Linked DNA regions of Mus musculus: regions 2 and 3 are each linked to region 1. A link is a contact called in public HiCAR-type and promoter capture Hi-C data. All regions are on one chromosome and are shown on one strand. The core of a region is the stretch at or near the end of the contact, and the rest is flanking DNA. Distances in the headings are between cores, read along the strand shown. Region 1 holds the start of Spats1 (spermatogenesis associated, serine-rich 1). Region 2 holds the start of Dlk2 (delta like non-canonical Notch ligand 2). Region 3 overlaps Tjap1 (tight junction associated protein 1).

Region 1 (3,782 bases), core at 577-3,076:
TGTCAACTGGGGAGTCAAGCCACTTAATCTCAGCACTCAGGACACAGAGGCAGGGACAGGCAAATCTGTGAGGTTGAGGCCAGTGTGGTCTACATAGAGAGTTCCAGGCTAGCTGCAGCTACACAGAGAGACCCTGACTCAATAAAATAAAAGTCAAGCCACTCTGGCCCCAATGTCTTAGCTTTTTATAAAGGAAAAAAAATCACATTAAAAGGGATGCTTACAACAGGATTTATCACTATATAAAGGCACTTCAGCTGCAATTAACAGCACTTTAACAATGCTTTGCTCCTGCCCCAGAGAGAGATGGTGTCTTCTAATCTGTCAGTGCCTTTAACCTGTTGCAGTCCCTGATAGGAATACTACTATTTTACAATTAAAATTAATCCTGTGAAACTGACAATATTCAGCTGTTTGATCCCACCAGTGGCCATTCTGACATTACCACCTTCTCATTTTCTTTCTTCCTGAGACAGTTTCTGTGTATAGTTCTGGCTGTCCTAGAACTCGCTCTGTAGATCAGGCTGGCCTTAAACTCACAGAGACCCACCTGCCTTTGCCTCCAGAGTGCTGGGATTAAAAGTGTGTGCCACCACTGTCCAGCTCTGGCTTCTTTTTTATAACCCCAGTGGCCGTCTCCTATTGGATGACTCCTCAGTTAGGGCGTGGCCTGGAGAGGATCTACTCCGTCTAAGCAATATTTGGCTAGCTCAGTTTCAAGATTTCTATACTCCTTCTGTTGTTTCTTTTGCAATCAATGCAATTACTAACAACAGAACCACTCTGTGGAGAGGGTTCAGTGGGTAACGTGCTTTCTGCACAAGCCGAGGACCTGAGTTCAAACCCCAGGACCTACTAAAAGCCATATGGCACATCTATAAGCTGGTGGGACAGAGATAGGTAGTTCCCTGGGACTCCTTGCTGTAACAGTGAACTCCGGGTTCAGCAAGAACCTTATTTCAAAAATGTAAGGCAGAGAGCAACGGAGGAAGACACCTGACATATACAAATGCATGGGCAAGTGAGTCCCTGATACATGTGCACGCACATGCATACAGCACACAAGTAAATATGAATAATTATATTAATTACTCTCTCTCTTTTCCTCCTCCTCCTCCTCCTTCTTTTTTTGTTTTTTTTTTTTTTTTTGAGACAGGGTTTCTCTGTGTAGCCCTGGCTGTCCTGGAACTCACTCTGTAGACCAGGCTGGCCTCAAACTCAGAAATCTGCCTGCCTCAGCCAGCCTCCCAAGTGCTGGGATTAAAGGCGTGTGCCACCACTGCCCAGCCCCCAAACCAGGTCTCAATATAAATTTAGAGACTAAGCTTGGGATGGGGGGCGTTTCTATGTGAGATTTATTAGGGAAAGGGTTAGAAAGATAAATTTCAGTCTATACCATGGAGAGAAAGATAGCTTTGTAAGGGTGGAACTTGGGAGTGAATCTGTTTTCTGGATGACCTTGAACGAGCCTTTGTTCAAAGTCAGTTTTCTATTTTGAAAAACGCAGCTGGCTGCTGAGGCAAGACAGCATCCAGCAGGGCGCCTGGCCCAGAAAAAGGAGCGGTAAGTGGTGGGTGAATCCTGTCTAATCAGGATGCCAATTCTACACCGACATCTGCAAGCTCTGTAGAGGGTGCACCGCACACGGCCACCCGAGGTGACAGAAGTAGCAATGACAGTTGTTGGAAAAGAGCCGCAAACTAAAACAAAATCCTGAGGTTCTGCAGCTCTGAGGTCTGAGACCTCCATCCTCAACCCAGGCCGGAGCGCCGGGTGCAGGAAGATAGGTGCGTCAAGAGTAGCGCGCCAGCTCGCGGGAAGTGGCGCGTTGTCCTGGCAACCCTGGACCGAGCCTTGCAGGCGGTGGTAGACGCCCTTGCTTTCGCTTTGCATCCTGGTATTTGGCAGTTCCGCTGCCAGTTGGTGCGTTGATCTGGGCCACATCCTCCATGGAGTCTTCCAAGGGTAGATGAAGGGCTTCCCCCAGGGAAGTAGGGTGGGACTCAGAGGTGGAAAGGAGACCCAAGGACGGGGCGGGGCGAGTACTTTCGGGAGCCCTGAGTCAGGAGGAGGAGGAGTGGGCAGGACATTCAAACCCGTGAACACCGCTAGGAGGTCCAGTGAGATTTAGGTTTTTCCCTTGCGCTGCCTCTTGAATTTCAATGACTTATGGGGTCTGTTGGTTTTGAATGATAGCCTTTCTAACAAGCACCTTTTGGGTCCGATTGCTTTTCACTGTGTGAACTGGTGAGCCCATGAATACTGGATATGGCAATCCCGTCCGCCAACTTCCCTCTGTCTCAAGAGCGGCCTGTACTAGAGAGCGGCAGAAGGTTCCAGAGAAAAGCGACTTGGGCATGACTAAGGTGGAAAAGAAATACAATTGAGTTCTGGGAAATCAAAAGGTTGGATGGGTGTATAAGCTTATGGAGAGAAAAGGTTTATTGGACTCATAGCTTTATAGGTTTTTTTTTTTTTTTTTTTTTTAAAGACTAAGCACTGCTACCTCATATGTAGCCCAGAGTAGCCCGGAATTCTCCATCTTTTGCTTCACAGGCCCCCGACATTCCAGGTGTGGCTCATGGTCAAGGTCCTGTTGCTTTGGCCCTCTGGTGGCATATCATAGTGGCAATCATCAAAGCGTCTCCCTCTTAGTCAAGAAATAATGACGAGTAAAAGGGATGGCTGTGGTCCCACTCTTTCACTCAGAGGCACCCCAACGACCCAAGACTTCTTATTTTTTTAAAGTTGTCTTTATTTTATTTATGTATGTTTTGCCTGCCTGTTTGTATGTATGTATACTGAGTTTGCGTCTGGTGCCTGCAGAAGGTAGAAGAGGGCGTTGGATACCCGGGAACTGGAGTTATGGATGGCTGTGAACCACCACGTGGTGCTGGGGATAGAAGTCCCGCCCCCCCCTGCAAGAGCATCAAGGGTTCTAACTCTCTCCACCTCCATGCCCTCTGACTTTTAAAACAGTCCCATCATCCCAACAGTATGACAGACTGGGAGCTAAATCTTTAAAACATGGGTTTTTGGAGAGCATTGCAGATCCAAGCTAAGGCAGATAGTTAGGGGCTACACACAATGAGCTCATGTCTACATTTGAGATCTGATCAGTCAGAGACTTCCATCAAAAAGAGGAGCTAAGCTGGCGCTTGCACACGTGCAGTGCTTGTGCAGGACAGGCAGGCACGAGGATCGCAGTGTTCAAGGTCATTCTCATGGTATACAGCAACTTTGAGGCCAGTCTCGCCTGCGTGAGACCCTGTCCCAACAACAAGACAAGGCAGAGATCTGACTGTGTGGTTGCCTGGAGCTTCTAACAGCAGGGAAGTATATTGTAAACGAGTAAAGGGAGCCAGGGGTTTGAGCTGCCTCGTGCTTTGTTTAATAAGCACAGAGTCTGGGCTTTGCCCTAGGGTCTGTCCATATCCATGTTTTTGCTTGCTCAGATATTAGTAGAAATGCGGCATTACTTATGAGATTGGGGCACTTCAGGTGGAACTGAGCACTCCAAGGCAGGTTTGTGCAGGCCCATGCTCTTACTCCATAACTGGCTCTTAAGGAAGAGGAGAAAGAATGGGAGCATGTTTCTCTTGAGGGTACAGAGTCCAGACGATGGTACAGTTCCCCCAAACCCTTCGGGGTGAATCCAGGCTCAGGCTGTCATGACTGCAGGTCAGTAAGTAGCCAGTGTACTGCAAAAGGGGCTGGAGAAGTCTCAGCCTTGTTCCCAGTCTCCTAGGTCCCAGGTCTTCTTTTTCTTTCTTTTGTGTATA
Region 2 (3,782 bases), core at 553-3,052, 820 kb before region 1:
GGGATTAAAGGCGTGCGCCACCACCGCCCGGCCAGCTTAATTTTTATAAGCCCACTGAGGATGTCTAGTCTCAAGTACCCCAGCTCCATGCCAAGTATCTGCCCTCGCCAGCTCCCTTCTCATGTCCAAACCCTTCTCTGCCCCAGAATTTGCCCAGTCTGCCGAGGTGAGTCAATGATGGAATTCTCCAAGAAGCAGACCCCTCCCCCTACAGTCCCCCTCCCCCTGCAGCTCCCCTTCCCCGGGTCACCTCTCCCTGGAGCCCTCTCCCCTTGCAGCTATTCTCTCTCTGCAGCCCCCCTCCCCCTGTAGCCCCCTCCCCTGCAGCCCCCTCTTCCTACAGCCCTCCCTCCCCCTGGAGCTACCCTACCCCTGCAGCCCTTCTCTTCCGTTTCCTCTTTACTGTGGCTCTCAGTCCCTAAACTCTCAAGCTTCAGATGACTCTATGGCATCTTGAGGGACAGAAGCCCTTGAGAGAATAAAGAGTTGGTTATTCAAGCTCTTAAAGTAAGAAGCAAAAAGAGATACGGGGAGAGGAGAGGAGGGGAGGGGAGGGGACTGGTCATCCTGTTATGTATAAACAAACAAACACACACACACACACACACAATAGGGTCTTAAGCGCCTAGATACTGTTGCGGGTTTTTGACATGCTCTCGGTGTAAAGGACCAAAAAGTGGGGAGGAAAGGATTTGAGGCACGTGTGCCGCTTAAGTACCTGCAGGAGCCGTCAGGAGCGCAGCAGCCGTGGGCCAGGTCACAGTGGGAGCTGCAGTCATCCGCTGAAAGAGATTGGTGTAGTGGGTGTGAGTCTGGGTCCGAGTCTGACTTCCCAGGCGCGGGACTTGGCAGAGGTTTCAGTAGTCAGATGGACTCATGGGCACGGACGAGCGTCCCATTCCAAAGAGAGCACTTATAGATCTCTCCCTATGGAACGGAGCGGTTGCAGTGCCGTCTCTAGCCAGCAGAGGTCAACGTGCCAGCGAGGACGGCTGAGGAGAGCCGGGACCCAATCCCTGGGGCAGGCTCACCTCTGGCAGGCTGGCTGGTTGCCCCCAGGATGCACAGCAGGCACACGAGATTTAGGCAGCGGCAGCCGCTGGGCATGGTCAGTTCCGGCCTCAGGAGGGACGGACGGATGAACGGCCAGACGTGTAGACACCTGTGGGATGGCACGGGCTGGGAAGCGGCTTGACGCGGAGATAGCGGCACTGATACTGGTTCCAAGTGACAGGAGCAGGAGAAGGAGAGGGACTCCCCGGGTGGGGAGTGGAAGGGCGGGCGAGAGAAAGGGTTGAGCAGGCGAAGGGACTGGAGGCAGGAACCCACTAGCCAGGTCTGCGGGAAAGAGGCCAAAGGATGGGCAGCAGCGAGCGTGGCCACCGCGCGGGAACAGCCAGAGCTGCGATCGCGATCCAGGTGGAGGGGTCAATAGAGATGGGGACAAGCGCGGAAAGGCGAGCGCGACGGGACGTGGGGGCTGGGGCGTGGGGAGGAGCGGCTCCCAGTTCCTAGATGCAAGAGATCTCCTCCCGGGTCCTCCGACATCCACCCACCTAGGCCTGGCTCTCACAGCCCCCCAACCCCGCTCGCTCCGCCTCGCTTCGGCCTGAGGTCCCCACCGAGGGACCGCGTCCTCCTAGCTTCTCACCTCCGGCTGGGAGGCGACGCGTCCCCGGGGCGCAGAGTCAAACCGGATCCGACGGACTGGGCCGGGGGGCGGGAGGGGGGCCGCCCCTAGCTGGCCGCGGGGCTCGGCACCGAAGTAGCTGCCATGCCAGCCGAGCACTCGGGAATCTGGGGCTGCAGGCGACCCCGAGCGGCGGCAGCGGCTCCTCGCGCGCGCTCGGCCCCCTGCCAGGGGCGGCGTGTGCCGGCGGAGCCCGCCTCTCCCCTCCCGCCGCCGCGGCCCGCCCCGCACCGACTGCGCCCCGCGCCCACCCCCGCTGCGCACGGCCACACCTCGCGCTGCCACTCGGCCCTGGCACCCCCCAGCGCTCTTCGCCCCTCCCTTCGCGGCCCCCAGCCCCCTTGCTTCGCTTTCTTCCTCCGAAATTAGAAAATCAAAGGAGCTGAACTGGGCATACACCGTAAAGCGCGGGCCGAAGGTGCGCGCCCTGCTGTCTTCCCATTTTCTTGCCCACCCCACCTCAACCGCTCGCCCCACTCTGCCCCTCACCCACGCCCGACTCTGCACGCCCCTGTCTACCGCGCATCGTGATTTTCATTAGCCTTTCCCGGCTCTCCTGTTTTAGCCCGAGCACACTGAAGCCATGCTTGCTGCCACCTTCCTCCTGTCACCAGCCCACGCCTCCCCGGCTTGCAGAGCCTTCGTCACTGGCTTCGTAGGTCAGCGCCTGCTCTCTGTGGGCTTCTTTCTTTCTTCGCTACCTCTTTCAGGATGGACCATATCTACATAAATACCATCCCAGCGTACCCGCTGTTCTTTCCTCCCATCTGCTCCCAGTTTTCACAGCCCGTTCCTTTCCAAGCCCACCTTTGGGTAGCCTGCCTAGATCATACACTGCCTATTGGTGTTGCCCCACAAGTTCCTGCCACTGAACATCCCCACATCCGTTCACAGCTCCACATCTCGGAATGAGAGTTTTGTATTGAGAGAGGGTGGGGAGAATTGCCCTTGTAGGTCTCTTTACCCCTCAGAGCCAATGAGTCAAAAAAACCCAAAGAAGATAAAGACCCCAATATGTGTATTTGTTGGTGTTTGGTGTTTGGTTGGGTAACTGTGCAGAGGGGAAGGCTGCCCACAGTCTCTAGGTCTTCCTATGGAACTTCCTATCTTTAAGTTGGAAGGTGACTTCCTTAACTGCACAGACTGGCTTCTTGCTGCAGAGACTCGAGGGACAGGGCAGTGCCCACCGCCTACACCTGACAACACCCACGCCCAATCTCAGCTCAATAGCTGACTTCCTCTTGCCCCCCCCAGGGGGGGCACTCTCTGGGTTTGAGTCACCGAGTGGGCTTCTAGCGTTCATTTCTTTTGTTCTAAGTTGGGTTGTTGTTTTCTTTTAGCAAAAATTGCAAACCCAGAGCATCAACAATTCGTGTAGAAAATGTAAGGCTGGTATGCTAGCACAACATGACTAGTAAGTCACCTTTTTGAAGTCTAAAGGATCCCAAAATATGAGGATTTCAAGATGAAAGCATCCTGGTCTACATAAGTTCTCTCTCTCTCTCTCTCTCTCTCTCTCTCTCTCTCTCTCTCTCTCTCTCTGTAAGAAACACAGAGTGAGGAGGTGAGGGAGAGAAACAGTGGACCCCAATGTTAGCAATAGCTCTGTCTGTGTGATGAGATGATAGACTCAGCACTCTCCGGATGATGAGATGATAGAGTCATGGCTCTCTGGGTGATGAGATGATAGAGTCGTGGCTCTCCAGGTGATGAGATGATAGAATCATGGCTCTCCGGGTGATGAGATGATAGAGTCATGGCTCTCCAGCTGATGAGATGATAGAACCTTTGCCTGTGATTGAGTTTTTCCTTCCCTTTCTTTCAACAAGGTCTCAAGTAGCCCAGGCAAGTCTGGAACTTACCATGTAGCTAAGGATAACTTTTGAATTCCTGACCCTCCTTAGTGTCAAAATTACAGCTATGCATTTACCACACCTGGCTAAGATTTTTTTCTCATTAATACTTTGTATCATCTCTGTTTTTCTCACAATGAACATGCATAACATTCTAAAAACTGAAGTATATAATATATACTATTTATATGGCTAATACTTATATTTATACATATATTCATACTTTTTGAAATAAAGGA
Region 3 (3,782 bases), core at 492-2,991, 790 kb before region 1:
GGGCAAGATCCAGGGAAGTCAGTAGATTGTGGAAATGGAAGCAGAGGTTCAGGTGTCCCAACATGCCCTGATATTTATGGACCTGGGACAGGGAGTGGCACAGATCTGCCTCGAGGTGTGGGGTTGGGGAACCCAGTAGGTTCTCAGTGTTCTCAGTGGATCACCCCTGCTTCTCTAGTCAGGAATGTTTCTCCCCTCGTGACACTGCTAGAAGTAACCTTTCACCCCACCTCCATCCTTAGAGTCTCATCTGCTCTTTGTGTCCTCGCCACACCCACACCATCCCCCAACCCAGACATCTGTTTGATTGCCTCTAGCCTCAGAGAAGAAAAAATGTGCTCATAGTTGCAGCCCTGACTTACCGTCACGGCAGGGCAAGCTATAGGATATGGCACCTCAGTGAGGCATGTCTGCCCACATATAGAATTACCCTGAAAGTGTCTCAGTCCGCCCTGCCTGTCCACTGTTGTCACAAGTGCCCTGGTCCCTAGAAGAGAATGCGAGCCTTGGCAGGAGTTGGGTAGGTAAGTAAAACAGGCTAAGGTGGCAAATCACACCAGGGAGCCTGCCAAGTGAAGGGTTCCTCTGCCTTCTGGAACAGACAAACAAAAAGTGCCATCGAGAGCTGGCCCTGTGGGGAGAAGGCCAGCTCCTGGAAGCTCCCATCAGTTTCTAGAAGCTTTGCCTGGCTCCTCTTTAGTCAACGGCCTTGGTCCTACCTGGTTTCCCAGGCATACACACCCACACATCCACACCTTCAAATGTTAGGCCCTGGTTAACCTACAGTGCTCTGGGACTTTTCTAGGTCCCCTCCCTCAGGCCACAGGAGTCTCTGTGGTTAGATCCCTACTCCAGGTTGAGCACCTACTGGGGCGAGGCCCTCTGGAGGACAGCCCCTGTGGTTGTATGTTGTTTGTTCTCTCACCCCAGGAATGTGGTGTCCTTTCTGGCCCTCCCAGATTCCTGTGCAGGGAGTCAGCCTGACAGCATGCTGCTTGTGCCCTGTGGGGACACGTTCTGCCTCCTGTCAACGGGGCGGAGGCTGGTGGCTCGTGCTTCACTATTACAAGCTCTCCCCCAAATCCAGGCCAGGAACCTTAGAGAGGAGAGTCCTACTCCTGCTTCCCCGCCCTCCTCTGCCCCCACCCTGCTGCCCCAGGCCTGCTGGAATGTGACAGGAGTCATGGCCAGGGCATGTCCCAACAGTAGGAACACATGCTTTAGCCCGCAAGACCGCCTTCAGCCCCCAGCTCTGTAGCTCTGTTTGGGTTGATGGGGGTAGGAAGAGGTTTGTATTTTTTTTTTTTAAATGCTCAGAAAGCCACCTAGGGTTACTGTTTGCACTGATCACTGGCGGCTGCTGCCCCCATGCGGCAGCCCAGCTTATTACAGGTACGCCTCAATCCCGGGAAGCTGAGGGGACTTGGCAGCTCACTTGGCCCAGCCATTGGCAGTGGTGTGTGTAGAGCAGGCTTTGGCAGTGGGGAGCACGTTATCCAAGCGCTTGGAGATGCTGGAGCAGCCTTGGGCCTCAGCTCCCCGGGCTCGGGGTTAAATGTTTTCTCTTTTGAGCGTGTGTCGGTACTTACTTAAGCACAGTGTGCTTGTGGAGGTCATCAGGCTTTGCAGCAAGCATCGTTACCTACTGAGCCTTCTTGCCAGCCCCCCACAGTTACGGTTTATAGACTAGCGGTTCTCGGCCTCAGGGCTGGTGACCTTTGCCTTGCCACCTCCGGTATGCTGGCTGCCCTGTGTGTGGTAGGTTTAGTCGATATTCTGACTTTGACTCACCGGTAGTACCTCCCCATCTGCAGATTGTGAAAATTAAAAATGTCTCTAGACATTTGCCTGTTAACCCTGGGAGAAGCAGGGGGTAAACTCACCCTGGTTGAGAATCACTGCTCTGAACTGCTGAGGTTTGGATTTTGTTTCTCGGGTCTGCCTTCGCTCATTGGCAAGTTTATTGTACACTGTGGTACACAGAAATGGTCTCTGGGCTCATTTAGTCATTGCTAGGGGGTCTGCCGTACCATCGTCATCTTGCTCCTTTGCCAGGCCCTTTGTAGTCTCATTTGTAGTCTGCATTCCCCAGGATTCCCAGCTCTCTGTAGACTCTGAGAAGCCTAGGAGTGAATGGGACACAGACCAGTACCGGCCTATTCCAGAGCAGGGTATGTGCTGAGCGGAGGCAGCGTACGAAGTACATACATAAACACGCAGGCGTTGTTAGGGGAAGCCAGGTACTCGTTAATGCTAGCTGGTTTCCTTTTTGAGTTGATTTCACTTCATAAAGCAGGCTACTCTCAGACTATTGATCTTCCTACCTCTGTCGCTTGCTCCTAAGACCCACTGTGCTGTGGTCTCTTTGCTTACTGTTTTCTGGGAGCCTTCAGGTCCCAGACTGGACAGGCAGGCAGCTGACACCGGGTTTCCACTTTCTCCCCTTCTCTGGTTTCAGGAGCTCTTGGCTAGAGGAAGTAGAGGGGCCGTGGGATGTGGAGAGCCGAAGGCTGATTCCAGGAGAGCAGAACAGAGAGCTGCCAGCGAACAGACGGTATGTCCCGATGAGGCCTGCATTCTATACTTTGTTCTCTTCTGGGAGGCTGGTAGGTGAGCAGCCATATAGGTGCTCTCTTCCAGTGGGAGCCAGCACAGAAAGGAGGTGTGGCCAAAGGGGCTTGGCCTTTGTTGGCAGTGTCCAGAGAGCACTCTCAAGCTTGGAGACCCTTATCCAGGAGCCTGGGCTGGGTCGCTATCCCCAGACTTAGAAGATTTGTTCACAATTTATGGAAGGAAAACCTGAACTTAACATTGCCTAGTGCTGAGCACTGTTTTTGTTTTAGACAGTCTCGCTATGTAGCCCAGGCTGGCATCTGCCTTCCCAGTGCTTTAGATTGCAACTGTGTGTCACTGGCAGTGTCTCTCTGTTTGTTTGTTGAGGCAGAGTTCCAGTGTGTAGGATTGGCCTGAGGTGCACTGTAGACCAGTCCTGGAGCTTCCAGAGGTCCACTCTGCCGGCCTAATGTGGCAGTGCCCTTGTGGACCAATGGAGTCTGCACAGCAGCCTAGGAACTGCTGCTGCTTATACCCTCACCTACTTGAGCAAGATGGATGCTGTGCAGCTCTCTGCCTACAAGGGACAGTGTGGGCTGCTGTTGAGTCTCTCCACCCCACTTAGCCAAGTGTGCTCCTCCTGGGGCCCAGCTGGGAGCCCTTCTCACCTGTCTGTTCTCCATTGGATTCTAGCCCTCATCTCCAGCACTCCCCTGATCCATCCGGCCTGACTCACCAGAGAGCAGCCCTCTAATGACCCAGCGGTAGCTCAGGTCTATCTGCCTGTGGGGTCAGTACACATCCCTGGTCATCTTTGAATGTTCAGGCCAGAGACACCTTAGAACGCCTCTCGTTAGTTTATTTTCTGTGTGAGGAAGTGGGTAGGCACGGGTTGCATGTGCCATAGTGCCACTGTAGAGAAAGGGATGGCGGGGGGGTTCAGTTGTCTCCTAATGTAGGATCTGCTCCTAAGGTGGTCAGGAGCAGGAGGTGCCTAACCCACCGAGCCATCTCAGTGGCCCTTCCAAGGCTCGAGACTACACCTCTGAGCCTGTCTCTGCTTCTCTCAGCAGGAGACGAGCCCATACCTTCCAGGATGAGCAGTGCTGCCCCTGCTAAGAAACCTTACCGTAAGGCGCCTCCAGAGCACCGAGAGCTACGCCTGGAGATTCCCGTGTCCCGGCTCGAGCAAGAGGTCAGCAAGGCTGGGGTCTGGCCCTGGCTGGCAG

What was found. Promoter capture Hi-C pulls out the DNA fragments that hold promoters and counts their contacts. HiCAR-type assays count read pairs that join an accessible place to other places.
Region 2: a HiCAR-type map of astrocytes shows a contact between it and region 1, with 4 times the contacts expected there. The contact joins the promoter of Dlk2 here to the promoter of Spats1 in region 1. A contact is called at or near these places in 3 of 39 promoter capture datasets (the 3T3-L1 cell line, liver and pre-B cells) and 1 of 115 datasets of contacts at active chromatin or transcription factors (astrocytes).
Region 3: a contact with region 1 is called in a promoter capture Hi-C map of liver, with 2.2 times the contacts expected there. The contact joins the enhancer-like site here to the promoter of Spats1 in region 1. A contact is called at or near these places in 6 of 39 promoter capture datasets (the 3T3-L1 cell line, hippocampal neurons, liver and 2 more).

The regions. Positions count from the first base shown.
Region 1 is chr17:45,472,982-45,476,763 of GRCm38.p6, reverse strand. Spats1 (spermatogenesis associated, serine-rich 1) reads left to right here and starts at 1,826. Exons shown (of 8, transcript NM_027649.3): 1 at 1,826-1,965. The coding sequence starts at 1,950.
Region 2 is chr17:46,295,948-46,299,729 of GRCm38.p6, reverse strand. Dlk2 (delta like non-canonical Notch ligand 2) reads right to left here and starts at 1,802. Exons shown (of 6, transcript NM_001286013.1): 1 at 1,652-1,802; 2 at 1,032-1,162; 3 at 719-782. The coding sequence starts at 1,107. It overlaps Gm41588 (a long non-coding RNA gene), which reads right to left and starts at 712. Exons shown (of 2, transcript XR_876844.1): 1 at 371-712; 2 at 1-287.
Region 3 is chr17:46,263,655-46,267,436 of GRCm38.p6, reverse strand. Tjap1 (tight junction associated protein 1) reads left to right here. Exons shown (of 10, transcript NM_001252474.1): 3 at 2,459-2,554; 4 at 3,627-3,748. The coding sequence starts at 3,650. Among named protein-coding and RNA genes, the nearest start is that of Lrrc73, 11 kb to the right of the region's middle. Within about 2 kb of position 1,741, at least 111 of the 459 cell types and tissues checked have an H3K27ac peak or open chromatin away from gene starts, as enhancers often do. A contact at or near this core is called in liver and stem cell-derived epiblast-like cells, where this site is marked.